Linked DNA regions of Ovis aries: region 1 is linked to region 2. Evidence: chromatin contacts called from public Hi-C data. All regions are on one chromosome and are shown on one strand. The core of a region is the stretch at or near the end of the contact, and the rest is flanking DNA. Distances in the headings are between cores, read along the strand shown. Region 1 has its middle 110 kb from the start of JAG1. Region 2 holds the start of JAG1 (jagged canonical Notch ligand 1).

Evidence for each region. A called contact is a pair of places that touch in the nucleus more often than the background predicts.
Region 1: a Hi-C map of liver shows a contact between it and region 2, with 2.0 times the contacts expected there. The contact joins the enhancer-like site here to the promoter of JAG1 in region 2. A contact is called at or near these places in 2 of 16 Hi-C or Micro-C datasets (liver and tail adipose tissue).

Annotation. Positions count from the first base shown.
Region 1 is chr13:3,906,493-3,910,696 of ARS-UI_Ramb_v3.0, reverse strand. No RefSeq gene overlaps it. Among named protein-coding and RNA genes, the nearest start is that of JAG1, 110 kb to the right of the region's middle. Within about 2 kb of position 1,411, at least 2 of the 54 cell types and tissues checked have an H3K27ac peak or open chromatin away from gene starts, as enhancers often do. A contact at or near this core is called in liver, where this site is marked.
Region 2 is chr13:3,798,453-3,802,577 of ARS-UI_Ramb_v3.0, reverse strand. JAG1 (jagged canonical Notch ligand 1) reads left to right here and starts at 1,775. Exons shown (of 26, transcript XM_027976474.3): 1 at 1,775-2,374; 2 at 2,806-3,111. The coding sequence starts at 2,294.

The sequences.
Region 1 (4,204 bases), core at 162-2,661, 110 kb before region 2:
TATATGGTGAGCCCAAATTCCAGCAAGCAAATTATCTGACTTTTCCACAATGCTTGCAGGAGAAGAAACCGTGGTTGAGGAGAATGGAGAGGAAACCCCCAAGACAGGGCAAAGGGGAGTTTGCATGAGCTCTAGACTGCTGGACTAGGGAAGCAGTTTCCTGCAGCCAGTCACATCCCAACCAGGCATTTGCACTTCAGGAGGCAGTGCACGAAGCAGAAAGGAAATTCCACAGCATCAGACAGACCCAAATTGAGGGACATTCCACAAAATAACTGGCCTGTATTCATCAAAAATATCACAAAAGACAAAGAAAGACTAAGAAGCTCTTCCAGATGAAAACAGACTAAAGGCAATATGGGATCCTGGATTTTCTGTTACTGTAAAGAATATTATTAGGACAATTGGGGATCTGAGTGACATCTAGATAGTAGTCCCGTGTCAGTGTTAACTCTTAATTTTGATAATGGCACAATGATTATATAAGAGAGTGTCCTCATTTTCAGGAAATATGGAAATATGCACTAAAATATTTAAAGAGTCATTAATTACACAAGTTATCTGCAAACCTTCCTGGAGGAATATATATGTATATAAGAAAGGAAAGAGAAAGCAATACCACAAAAAAAAAGTAAGAGGGAAAGAAAGAAGGAAAGAGAAAGACAGAAGGAAAAGAAAGAAGAAAAAGAGAGAAAGAGGGAGAGAAAGGATGGGAGGGAGAATTGGTCAAACACTGATGTAAAGGGTGTACAGTACAGCTGCAAATTTTCTAGGAGTTTGAAATTACGTTAAAAGTTTTTTGAGATGCCACCATGTTACTCTAATTCTCAGTCATGGAGGCTTGGGAGCCTCCCATGCTTTTTACATTTTTTTCACTTGAGTAACAACAGAGCGATGCTGCAAGTCCTCCAGGGATGAGGCCACCCCTTAGAAAGTGTCTTTGCCTCTGGTTTTTCTGCACTGAGCTGGCTCCTGGTGGGAGGGCAGAGCCAGCCGAGCTGCCTAGAGCTGTCTCCTAGGGACCCGCAGTCATGAGTCTTCTGAACAGACCCTCCCACTCTGAAAGCCTGAGCAATATTCAACGATTTCACCCAAAACGTTGGCTGAGCCTGTTTGACTTGGCGTCCTGTAGTTTTATTCTGCTATGCTTGGATAACTGTGGATCTATTTACAGCTTTCCCTGTTGCCTGAGAATGTGGCTTTGAGACAGTGTCATAAGCAGTTCCCAACATGGGTCTAATGATTTTTTTATGATTCGTAGATTTACTCCCGGGCCTTTCACTGCCTCCTCTCCTGCAGAGTCATCTGTGCCACAGGACCCCACTGGTCTCATCACCCCAACAGCTACCCAGACCGCTGCCCTGGGCCTTCCCTTCAGCAGCTATCGTGGTGAAATGCTTGACACGGTCCTGCTCAGGCTTGTCCACATGCCAAAATCAACATGCAGTACGTACTTTGGGGTTTTTTAGAGCTGACCCCAAAATATCTATTTACCCAGATGTTGACATTCTCATGAGTAATGGGCAAAGCTCCGAGGCACACGGTTGGTGGCAGAGCAGAATTCGGAATCGCACTCAGAATATTGCAGTGGGGCAGGGACATAGACGTCGTCCATTTCAACCATCATATTTTAAGATAAGGAAAACGGGGCTTCAGGTGGTGAATAACGCCCACTGAGAATGGCATTGGAACCCAGGTCCTCCGTTCCCCGCATCAGTTCCTTTTGACTCGGCCAAAGCAGTGAATGCCCTTGGGTGAGACGGCCCTGGGAGCCGAAATTATTAGGTGGGTAATGGCGAAGGCAGCCTCCCAAATACATACTTTGGGATTAGAGATGTTTCCAAAACCTTTTTTCAGAGTCCTACATGAAGAAACCTCAAACCCAGGATTCTAGCCAAAACAATCATTTTCAAGTCCCTCTGAAATCCTGGATGGATGTTTAACCAGGCAACGTACTCGCTGACTCCCGTGGCAGGCACGGGTCTCAACAGAGCTCTAGGGCCTTTGCTTCAGAGCGGGTGGATGTGTGTGTGAGACTGAACCACACACAGTAGGTCATGTGCAGTTATCCATGGGATGTGTGAGGGCAAGAGAATATGAGGGAAACTTCTGAAAAGGAATGCAGAATGATGTTCCCCATATTAACTTGATTCAGTTGTTCCTCACAGCCTACAAAAAAGCTTACTGAGAAACTCTATAGGGAAATTTCCAGAAAAATCTACTGGAAAAGGGATATTTCACTATCCCTCAGGTCCTACTACCAAACAGGAAAAAGGAAACTATTAACTCACTCATTTATTCACTCATTCTCTCAATCATTCATTCACTCATTTTTGAGTCTCCACCTTCAAGAAGCTCACACTCCTAAAGTCCTTAATATATAAAGAGCTGATACAAACAATAAGAAAAAAAAGAAACCTAATAAAATGTTGACCAAAAAATATACACAGGGATTTCACAGAAAAAGAAATGGAAAGATTGGCTCAACCTATGAAAGGGTACTTACTATCACTGGGCATCAGAGGAATCAAATTTAAAAAGTGATATAGCATTTTTAGCCCTCTGTTCAGTTAAAATTTAAAATACTGATAACATTCAGTGTCTTAAGACTGTAGATAAAGGGACTGTGGATCCTACTGGTGCTGGGAATATAAATTGAGGTACAATTTCAAGAGAGCTATCTGGCAGTAGCTATCAAAAATTTGTAATGCATACTCTAACCCTATATTTCAATTTGCAAGGGCCCATGATGGTTCCCTCTCCTGCGAGGCAGTGTTCCTTCCCCCTTCTAGAAATAAGAGCAAGAGTAATGCTGGGGAATCTCCCCCTGCCCCATCTTCAATTCAGGTTACTAGGGGGTGTGTTCCTAGGCCTGGCCAACAAAAGCATTACATACCTCCTGACACAGGAATTGGTTTGGGGATGGGTGTGTGAATCAAAGTGACACAATCTGGGGACATTTCCTAAGACTACTGAAAGAAAATTGCCCTCTGTTTTCCAATGGGCTTAGAGTGTTGAGCGGCACAGCGTAGAATCCCTGGCTGCCGCTTCGCCGCTGAAAAGGCCTTGGGAACAGAGCACCACAGAGGACAACAGCAATTGGGGGTGAGTGGATGGGACCTCTTGAGCCCCAGCAGCTGATTCTAAGGCCAGATCCACCATCTCCACCCTTAGGTTTGCTTTCTGCTTAAACTGGTTAGGGTGTTTTCTCTTACAACTAAAAAAATCCGAGCAGAAACTCTTATCCGCAAGATGACTAACACGTGTACGAAGACATGTACACATTATTGTAGCATTTTCTATGAGAGAGGAAAAAGTATCAGCACCTTAATCATTCATCAATAACACGAATGTTTAAATAATTATAGTATATCCAAAATATATCCTGGAATATAAAGGTATATTATTAAAACAAGAAGCAAGTCACACTACAATATGTATGTGATTTCAGTCATGTGAAATGGCCTATGTAGGTATGTGGCAGGCATTGGTAATGAAGGAGGCTTTAACATTTTATTCTTTCTTTTTCCCTTTATCATTTCAAATGTTTATAAAAAGAAAGGGGAACCCAAACACAAATAACAGCATATTCAAAGGCAAGTCAGTGCTGAAAGAGCACACTAAAATGTCTCAGGCTAGGTTCCTTTAAAGCCAACCATGAGCAAAGATGGGGAAGTTTTGTAGAAAAAGAAAAACCATGCATCATCTTTTAAAATTAGAAAGATACCCAAAGACAGTTATGATTTGCACACAAGACTAGTCATGCCTAGTATGTAATGTGTAAAATAGATCACCAGTGGGAATTTGCTGTGTGACTCAGGGAACTCGAACTGGGGCTCTGGGGCCCTTCTTCCAGACCCTCAAGCTCACACATAAGGGACCTGTAAGAATTCCCCAGCTGCCCTTGCCCCTTCTCCCCCAGAGTGTTAATAGCATCCCACGGTTGTCCCTGGGTCTTCAGTTGTTCACTCTCAGCTTCCTCATCCCTGCTCTGTGAGCGGGCTCTTCATAAATCTCTCCGCCACGCAGCCCTTTGAGCGATTCCTGCAGGAACCCTAGTTTCTACAGAAAACTAAAGATTGTTTCTGAGGTTCCTGGGTTAGATTTCATGATCAATTGGATGTGTGCCTGAGAGGTTGGGAGAAGGAAAAAATGCAGACTCCCAGGCTCCAGTCTGCAACACATAGTCGGTGGTGTCAGAAAT
Region 2 (4,125 bases), core at 526-3,025:
TTGACTCCTTCCTGAGGGGTGTGCGGAACAGGTAACAGGCACAGAAACAAAACAGGTTCAGACATGGGGAACACCAAGGAATGAGCATTTTAAGACCTTACTAGCCTTTGTGAATTTTTCCCCCAATACCAACCTTTTGCTTTTAAACCATTACTTAGCACTTCAATTATGGAAAATTTGGGGGCAGAGGTGAGAAGGGGGCAGATAGGAGGTGGGAGAGATTGGTTTGTATGGACATGTTGGTGAGAAAAGCCTAGATGTGATTACCTATGAAAGCTGGATGTCTTGTATTTAGGATAACGGGGGGAGCTGAGACTGGGGTACATTAAGACAAAACACCCTGGGTGCTACTGCTTATGATTCTGCTCTTGGAAATGTCCTTTCCAAAATATGGACTAGTTCTCTCACCAATGACCATCAAGATGGGACACATTATCATTAAAAAGCTGTTAAAATGCCAGTATTCCTAAACCGTTCTTGGTGATTCTGAACCAGTGTAAAGAGGTCAGTTAGCTGCCTTGTTTTATTTTCTAGCCTGATGAGAGCAAGTAGTGAAAATACTGTCCGTATCGACCCACCCACAAATAACCACAATTAGCTATCCTTTTATTCTCTTTTAACACAGGAGCTTGGAAAATATTTTCCCTTGACCCTTGCAGCCCATCGTGGCCAACAGCTTCTGAGGGTTTGAGCCACGATCTGGCTCCTAAATAGTCACGCTTTCCCGTAGAACGTACCCCACACAGGGGTCAAAACTTGGTGCACCTTTCCGGGGAAATCGATCTTTTCCCTAAAGAGATCCCCTCCAACACAGCAGCAGGTCCCCCCAGAAAGGGGCTGGTAGAGGCGTTGGGCAGGTTTCCTTTGACCTTGGTTGTGACCTCGAGTATCGCTGTTTCCACTGATACCCCAGAGAAGCCCAGTTGTGCTGCTGGGCGACGGCGGGGAGACAGTGTCTCCCAGGCTGGGCTCGGGCCACCCAGAGCGGCTCCGAGGCCGCCTACAGGTGCAATCCCGGCACTGCGTCCCGGGCGGCGGGGCGGGTAGGCGCGAGCCCCAGGGCTCCGGCCTCGCCGCCGGCCGCTCGCCGAGCCTGCGCGGGGTCCTCGCCCCCCTACCCCGCCGACCTCCCCGCCTCCGCCTCGGCGAGGTTGGAGAAGGAAGCCGGGGGCCCTCCCGGGCTCCGCAGACTCGGATTTGGGCGGCAGCGGGGCGCGGCCGAGGCCTCCCCTCGCCTCTGCGGCCAGCCCGGCTCCCGGAAAGTTTTCCCAAGTTCCCAGCAGCGCCGGCCCAGGTCGCCTCCGCGGGGCGAGCAGCCGGCGGCCCGCGCGCCAGCCCCGCCGCCGCCAGCCGCGCGCTCCGGGCGACGCACTCGCTCGCTCTCGGGGAGCGGGCCCGGCGCCTGGGGCGAAGCCGCAGCTGACGCAGGCGGCTCGGAAGGCGGAAGCCGCCCCGCTCCGACCGCTCCGCAGCGCCGCGGCGCCTACACCCCGACGTGCAGCCCGCGGCTCACTGCCCAGAGCGCCCGAGGGGGCGGTCTGCGCGGGGCCCGCGCGCCCCCGAGCAACCGAGCCTTCACGTCCCCTCGCGCTCCGCCCGCTCCCGCCAGGCCCGAACGCCCGCAGGTAGGGGGGTCTCCACCGGCACCAAGCACCCGCGCCGCCCCGCGCGTCGCGGAGCCCCCGGGCCCTTCCCCGTTCCCCCCAGCGCCGGGGGCGTGGCGCTGGTGGGCACGCCCCTCATGAATATGAACGGGCGCATGCGCCGGCCCCGCGCGCTGGGTAGAGGTGGCCAGCCCGGGCCGCGGCTCCCAGACCGGCTCCCTGAGTCCCTCTCCGAGAGCCGGGCGGGCGGGCACGCGTCATTGTGCTACCTGCGGCTGGTCCGCGAGCTGGGCTCTGGCTTTTTTTTTTTCTTCCTCCCCTCCCTCCCTCCTCTTCAAGCAGCTGATCCGAAAGGGAATAAAAGGCTGCGCATAATCATAATAATAAAAGAAGAGGAGCTCGAGAGAAGGAAAGAAAGCCAGGAGGTGGAAGAGGAGGGGGAGCGCCTCAAAGAAGCCGTCAGAATAATAAAAGGAGGCCGGGCTCTTTGCCTTCTGGAACGGGCCGCTCTTGAAAGGGCTTTTGAAAAGTGGTGTTGTTTTCCAGTCGTGCATGCTCCAATCGGCGGAGTATATTAGAGCCGGGACGCGGCGGCCGCAGGGGCAGCGGCGACGGCAGCACCGGCGGCAGCACCAGCGCGAGCAGCAGCGGCGGCGGCGGCCCGAGTGCCCGCGGCGCGCAGCGCAGCGATGCGGTCCCCACGGACGCGCGGCCGGCCCGGGCGCCCCCTGAGCCTCCTGCTCGCCCTGCTCTGCGCCCTGCGAGCCAAGGTAGGAGCCCGCCGGGCCTCCCTCCCCGGCCCGCCCTCTCCTTCCCCTCGCGGCTCTCCTGGACGCCTGCGGTTGAGCGTCTGGAGCGGGCTTCGGAGCCCGGGGCTCCGGCTCCCGCCTGGGCCCCTACGCCCGGTAGGCTGCCCCTGGACCAGGGGGACCCCCGGGCTCCCAAATGTACCCTCCAGGCTAGGCAGAACGCGCGTTCGCGCTGCTCCTGTTCCCAGGGGACCGTCGTGTCGGATTGTTCCCACACTCGAGCCTCTTAAGCCCGGGAATCGCGTTGAGTCCTTGCACCCAGTTTTGCAAAATGAGTTTCACTTGGCGGGCGCCAAGGGCTCGTCGGGGAGGGCGGGGAGGGAGTAGCCGCTTCCACCCTCGAAGAAAACAACTTTCCCCTGCGCTGACCTCTCTCCCTCCCTCGCCGGCAGGTGTGCGGGGCCTCCGGGCAGTTCGAGCTGGAGATCCTATCTATGGAGAACGTGAACGGGGAGCTTCAGAACGGGAACTGCTGCGGCGGCTCCCGGAACCCGGGGGACCGCAAGTGCTCCCGCGACGAGTGTGACACGTACTTCAAAGTGTGCCTCAAGGAGTACCAGTCGCGCGTCACGGCCGGGGGGCCGTGCAGCTTCGGCTCGGGGTCCACGCCTGTCATCGGGGGCAACACCTTCGACCTCAAAGCCAGTCGCGGCAACGGACGCAACCGCATCGTGCTGCCTTTCAGTTTCGCCTGGCCGGTGAGTGGCGGCCGGGCCGGGGGTCGGACCCGCGGGCCGAGCTCTGCTTTCTCTTGCGAGAGGAGAGGGATTTAAAGGGCCTTGGCTGGAAACTCGGCGCCGGCCCGGGGCGTCGATGGGGATAGTGGTGGTCAGGGAGCCGGGGCTCTGTGCTAGATCTTGGCAGGCCCCAGCCCGGACGCTTTTTGCTCCGTGCATTAAAAAAAAAAAAAAAAAAAAGTGGAAAGTGGGGCTCGAGAGGGTATTGTCGGGCAAGGCTCCCGGGAGGGCCGGTTGAAACTTGCAACTTGGAGGCCCCAGAGTAACCGCCCGAGCCAGGGGTCATTATGGATGATCTTTGCTCAACCAATTAAACCTGATGCGCTGTGGAGGGCGGCTGGGCACAATTCTGGCCTCCGAACGCCGTCCAATTGGCACCCTCCCGTTTCCCGTGAGCAGCCCGGAGGGCGGGCGTGTCCTTCCTGGAGGGTGTGGGGAGCCCGCTTCCCGCTGCTCCCCGGGAGATTTCGGTGCGTGCGGGGGCGCGCTCCGGACCGGGTTAGGGCCCGGGGGGGCCGGCGCCGCGGGCTGGCCGGGCTCTCGCCCGCGCCGCGGGCCCGGGAGCCTCCGCCCCCTGCTGTTCCCTTCCTGCCCTCGCCCCCGCGCGGCGTAGCTCTGGTGGCCTCACTTCCAGCGGTTCCCGGGCTCTGGAACAGCTGTGTTTGCAAACTTCCCCGGGAAGGGCGGGGGTGCGCCCTCGTCCGGCAGGCGCGCGGCCCCCGTGAACATTTGGGGGGCGCGCAGAAGCCTAGAACGGGCGGCCCGCCTGAGGCAGGCCCTGCGGGAGCAAATACACAGACCCCCGGCTCCAGAGCCGCTCCAGGCCCGAGCCGGGCAGGCAGACCCTGCTGCGGGGCTCCGGCAGAATCCCGAGATGGGAGGAAGGAGACGAGCGCGGTCGCAGCAGAAAGTGGAGGGGGACGTGTGTGTGCCCTCTGGCCCACTCCCGCCGCCCGGGAGGCGTGACTCTGTGCC